2 separate regions of the Lactuca sativa genome follow, and region 1 is linked to region 2. A link is a contact called in public Hi-C data. All regions are on one chromosome and are shown on one strand. Each heading gives the region's core, a stretch centred on a gene start, on an enhancer-like site or on the middle of the called end of the contact. The rest is flanking DNA. Distances are from core to core; before and after follow the strand shown. Region 1 holds the start of LOC111886600 (60S ribosomal protein L39-1). Region 2 holds the start of LOC111886589 (two-component response regulator ORR22).

Region 1 (2,758 bases), core at 82-2,581, 150 kb before region 2:
TTATAAGTTATGTACTAAATTGCATTAAGCTAACTTAATAACTTATGCACACCAAATCTCATATATAAGACACATGTTTTGTTGATGTTGCAAGTCACCACTCATCATCAAATGTGGCCAAACCAGAAAAAAAATTGATATATGAATTTATAAAAAGTGGTTAATTTTGTGTTTATGGTTTCACAGACGTCAAACATTATAATATTATTCTTTCTATTAAAGATTACTATTGATTTGTCAAAAAATCAGAGACACAAACTCTCTGCAAAGATTTTCCTTTGATTATCAAAAACAGCAAGTTTAGATCAAAACAACAAATGGCCTAACATCATTTAAGATACATGATAAACAAGGTCAAATCAAAAACATCTTCAAATTCCAAGAAATTAAAAACATTAAACTCAAATCCACTTTAAGCTAAATATTGAAAAACAAGAACAAAAATCTTGATTGAATTAAACAAAATAGCACCTCAAAATCCAAGCTTGGTTCTACGCCAATGCCTGCGCTTTGCATTGTACCTGAATCAAACAAACAGATGTCAACAAAAAAATACAAAAGCAAAATCATAAATTGGGATTTCAGAATGATGATGAAAGTTGGAGAAATTAATTTGACCTGATCGTGTTGTCAGTCCTCATGCGAATCCAGTGAGGAATGGGCCTGTTCTGCCTCATCTTCTTTGCGAGCTTCTTCTTGATCATGAATGATTTGTGTGAAGGCTGTTTCAAAATTAAACATTTTTATGATTGTTCATATGAATTCTATGAGCTCAAAGATAAACACTCATGGAATGCTCGAACCAGAGCGGACAGAGCATCTCATTTTCTATATGCTTTTAGCTCATTGCAACAATCGATATAAAGCAAATTTAGCTCAAACTCACAGAATCTGCGATGGAGATTACATTCTCGAATTTATATCACACTACAGCGATGAAACCTTAAGTTATTTAGCAAATATCTCTCTTATAACCCTAAACGAACAACCGCAAACCGTAAAATTCTAAAAACTAGTCTAGAATCATCATCTAAGGTAGTGGTTTCTTATATCCAAAACAGAAGTAGATTTACATAATTTCAACTTCTGAAATTGATCTAAAAGGAAGAAACTGTCTACGATTTGTAGTTACGATCAGCAATTTTTAACATGAGGTTGAAGAAAAGATAGAATAGATTACCATGGCGTTCGTCTTCGGAGAGCACAAGAGCTCTACTTCTTCGGATCTTCTCTGGTTCGCTTAAGATGGTGGCCGCTATGACAGAGGTTATATGTAGCTAGGGTTTTGTTCTGGTTTTGGGTGGGCTATGTCGAAGAAGCCCAATTAGGGTTTAAACTTTAAAATGGTCGATTTTGAAAAATGAATAAATAAATAAATAAGTTAGTAATTTTTATTTGAAAGAAATAATTTTTTAATCAGTAGATTCTTTAAAACAAATTTTGGCTGAATAACGAGTAATTATTTTTACTTCTAAAGACTACATTTCACTTGTTCAAAAGGCCATATGTATCTCTATGGATAAAATGTAAATAACTGCGATCAATTTTTTCTTAATTTTTAATTTCGTAATCCAAATTTAAAAATCAATAACACCATAAAAGTCTTTACTTTTATAACAAACAATTCCAATATATGGTGATGAGATAGATTTCATGATTGATGACTAAAACTATTGAGATTTTAGTTTAACAATACGTAAATGCATTTGACCACAAGTCTTCACTAAAAATAAAATTAACAAAGTTTTTTTTTGCGACCTAAACAAAGTCTTTTCTTGCAACCTATGTACATAATTTGAGTGTAGTGTTTAGTCTCTTAAAGAATCCTAACTAGACTATTTTTTTCAAATTTAAATTGAAAATTAATTATATTTTTTTTAATTATATAATTTATTTACTCTGTAGTTAATTATATTCAATATATACTTTAGATTAAATAACTTGGTAACCTATTTTAGATTTAACAAAAGATAAGTGTATGTTATGTAACATGTTAAATACGCACTTTTCATTATGTAAATTGTTTTGTCATATTTGCTATGTTTATATATATTAAAACCGAAACCTGATGATGTCACACTCAACAATCAGGACCATTTATTGGGTTTCCTTGATTGATTTCAACCTTTGCATCGTTCTCCATATTTCTGATGATGTCATCATAACAAAACAATTCCCTATTGATTGAACGTATTACAAATTCTATTGATTACAAACGTTCGTGTGTAATGAATACTTTCCATGTTGAAAGAGATAAATCAGCCACCTAATTAGCGTTTTTTTATAAGTCGATCATGATGATTGCAACATATTTGATTGAAATCCTTTCTGAGTCGCTTCCTCAAGGTCGGCTATTACGTTGTTACATTGTCTGTTGATTAGGATTCTATATTGTTAATTATCTTTTCATTCTGATTGATTTTCACCATGATTAATCTTAACCAATAGAGTTATCGGTTGATTCTAATCATGTTCTCTCTCAAACACGGGAACTTAATAAGCATTTGTTATATGTAGGCGCTTGAAGACGATTACGAAGATAGAGTTCTGATTACTCATTCATCGATTCAGTTGGTACTATAAGAATGTTATTACAGGTAATATATTCACAAAATTCAAAATCCTTCCCAAGTTTGAATTCACTGATTTTTATCTTTGCTTCTATTGGATTCGATGAAGATGGTGTGTGCTTTTTTTTTCTCTCTCTCTCTACTACATACACACTCATCTTTAAAACATGTTCTTACTTAAAGGATAT
Region 2 (2,997 bases), core at 162-2,661:
ATTGCTTTTGTTGTAGGAGCTTTATAGTTGTTGTACGGAATTCCATATAGTAGATCAATAAATCAAACAATAAAACGTCCGAAATATAACAATTTTTTATCAGATTACCTCCTATATGGGCATTGAACGAGTTTACGTTAGCCATTTATATGGTACATTTTAACATTTAAAAAAATAGACGAAAAAAATGTTTATGGTACATACAAAAATTACTCATTCTGCTTAATTTATATTTGGACCATAGTTTGACATGTTTAGTTAAACCAACCTTTCTAGTTTTCATACGAAAAATTGATTAGTTGAAATTATCATAGGATATTAGGATATTAGTTATTCATAGCATAGAAAAATAGTACAAGAACTTTTATTATAAAAAATCATGATTACGAGTCATTTATGAACTTGTGTAATGATTTATTTATAGAAAATAACTAAAAACAAAATCAAACATAAACACACATGTTTACTCGGAACATGTCACATTTGGTAGGTCAAATGAATGGGGAAAATGACATTTGGTTATTTTATTATTTATAGTAGTATTATTATTGAAAATTATAAATAAATAAGCCTCTAATTAAGCACCATACCTAATCAAGCAAAGGTATTATTTGAGAGGGCTTTAAATGGCTAGTCTGTTGAACCTGCAAATGGCAATTTAATATAATTAGCATTTTAAACTTGATAGGATAATTACTCCAAGATTCTGTCCCTCCATTTCAATTACCATATTACCCTTCAAGACTTTTTATTAATTAAAGAAAACGTCTTTTCACCATAAAAGCGTTTTCTAATTAACATGTTTATTACTATGAGTTGCATATGATTAATGGATGGGTCCATTAGTATTATCAAAGCAAATGGACGGCTAGGATTGCTTAATAATTGGGTTTCTTTATTCTTCTTCTAATCCGGAATTTTAACAGATTAAGTGTATCTTCAAAATCTTATACTATATATTTTTACCCTATATCTCTCTATATATAAAATATAAAAAAACTAATATTTCTATTCAAATTCAAATTAAGCTTTCTTAGATAAAAACCGAATATGACTTGTTATGTTTTTAAGTTTTAACGTGTGTGTTGAGTGTCTGCCTTTTAACTAACTTGACGTTGAAGAGTTATTAATGTTTATTAAAAGATTCTGTTTTTACAACAAACTTATATCACCCAAAAGTTATAATAAAGCTTCCATATATATCCATGAGAGGTAAAGATTCTAAGAAAGGGGAAAAAGAAAGTCTCCATTGTTTCTCAATAGAAACAAAGATGTAAATGTGTACATATACTAGATTATATGTATACATTGATATTACCCAAAATAATATTTTATTAAAAAGGGGCTTTTTTATTTCTGCAAAAAGAAGTAGATAAAAAAAAAGCAAAAGACAAATCCAGAGAGAGAGAGGGAGAGAGAGAGAGAGTTTTTGATTCTGTGTATTGTTGCGTTGAAAGCCATTCAATCTGTTCTGGCCAAATTTCCCCCATCATTGTCAATATGTATTAAGCTCCAGTCCAAGTCACTATCTTGTTTTCTCTCTCTCCAAGATCCTGTTTCTCTCTCTATTATCTTTGAAATCATTCTTTTTTCTTTCTGGGGTGGTTTTGTTCGTCAACAAGGTGGTCAAACAGATGAAAAAAATCCAAACTTTCTGAATCTTGTGTGTTTCTTGAATCTTGTTTGATCTCTTTTTCATCATCTGGATTTGTGTTTCAAATAATTATAAAGAAAAAAACAACAAGAAGATGACTGTAGAAGAAATTAGAGGGTCTAACGAAATTGACAGATTTCCCATTGGGATGAGAGTTCTTGCTGTCGATGATGATCCAACTTGTTTGAAGTTATTAGATGGGCTTTTAAGGAAATGCCAATACCAAGGTTAGCTTCGTTTCAACTGTTGTTAAAAGATTATATTCTTTAAAGTGTTGACTCAATCATTTTAACTTTTTCAGGGTTTCAATCTTTATTTTTTATCCCTTTTCATGAAAAATTGAGTTAGGTTTCTGTTTAAAAAACATTTGATTTTGGATTTTGCAGTTACAACCACAAGTCAAGCCATAACAGCATTGAAGATGTTAAGAGAAAATCGAAACCGATTTGACCTTGTGATCAGTGATGTTCATATGCCGGACATGGATGGTTTCAAGCTTCTTGAACTCGTTGGTCTTGAAATGGACTTACCCGTTATCAGTAATTCACAAATTCCCACTTCAATTTCTTCAATTTCTCCAATTTCTCCAATTCCGAAGTCAAAATCGATGTGGGTTTTCTAATTTTTCTTTTGAAATTGTCAACAGTGTTATCGGGAAACAGCGACCCGAAGCTTGTAATGAAGGGGATAACACATGGGGCTTGTGATTACCTTGTGAAACCGGTTCGTTTGGAGGAATTACGTAATATATGGCAACATGTGATTCGTAGAAAAGTGGAGTCAAAATCTCAATCGAAATCTGACAACCAAGATCGGCAGAATCATGGAGGTGAAGGTGGACAGGAAGCCGGAAGTGGAGATCTGAATGGGAAACTTAATCGGAAAAGAAAAGATGAGGATGACGATGGTGAAGATAATGGGAATGAAGATGACGATCCATCTTCGCAGAAGAAGCCACGTGTTGTTTGGTCTATTGATCTTCATAGAAAGTTCGTTGCTGCTGTTAATCAACTTGGAATCGAGAGTGAGCTTTTCTGTCTTTTTGTTCTTGTGTTCGTATCTAAACTTGTTTCATCGACACTCTTTGATGATTCCTTTTTTCTATTTTTATAACCAGAAGCTGTTCCTAAAAGGATCCTTGATTTGATGAATGTCGAAGGTCTTACTAGGGAAAATGTAGCAAGCCATCTCCAGGTTTGTTATTTTTACCATATTTCCTATTATAATGTTAGGGTTTTTTTGGTAATTTCAATTCCATTGTGGATTGATGTTTTTGAAGAAGTCTTGTGGGCCAGTTTAGGGTTGTTGGCACTGCACAATCTTTATGTACATGATTTACATCT

The links. Hi-C and Micro-C count contacts between places; a contact is called where the count stands out from the background.
Region 1: a contact with region 2 is called in a Hi-C map of leaf, with 6 times the contacts expected there. The contact joins the promoter of LOC111886600 here to the promoter of LOC111886589 in region 2. A contact is called at or near these places in 2 of 4 Hi-C or Micro-C datasets (both in leaf).

What each region holds. Positions count from the first base shown.
Region 1 is chr5:225,436,559-225,439,316 of Lsat_Salinas_v11, reverse strand. LOC111886600 (60S ribosomal protein L39-1) reads right to left here and starts at 1,331. Exons shown (of 3, transcript XM_023882856.3): 1 at 1,181-1,331; 2 at 619-722; 3 at 260-521. The coding sequence starts at 1,183. The coding sequence ends at 473. The region is part of intron 9 of LOC111886598; the gene reads left to right.
Region 2 is chr5:225,287,544-225,290,540 of Lsat_Salinas_v11, reverse strand. It overlaps LOC111886589 (two-component response regulator ORR22), which reads left to right and starts at 1,411. Exons shown (of 6, transcript XM_023882837.3): 1 at 1,411-1,881; 2 at 2,041-2,193; 3 at 2,301-2,678; 4 at 2,772-2,848. The coding sequence starts at 1,749.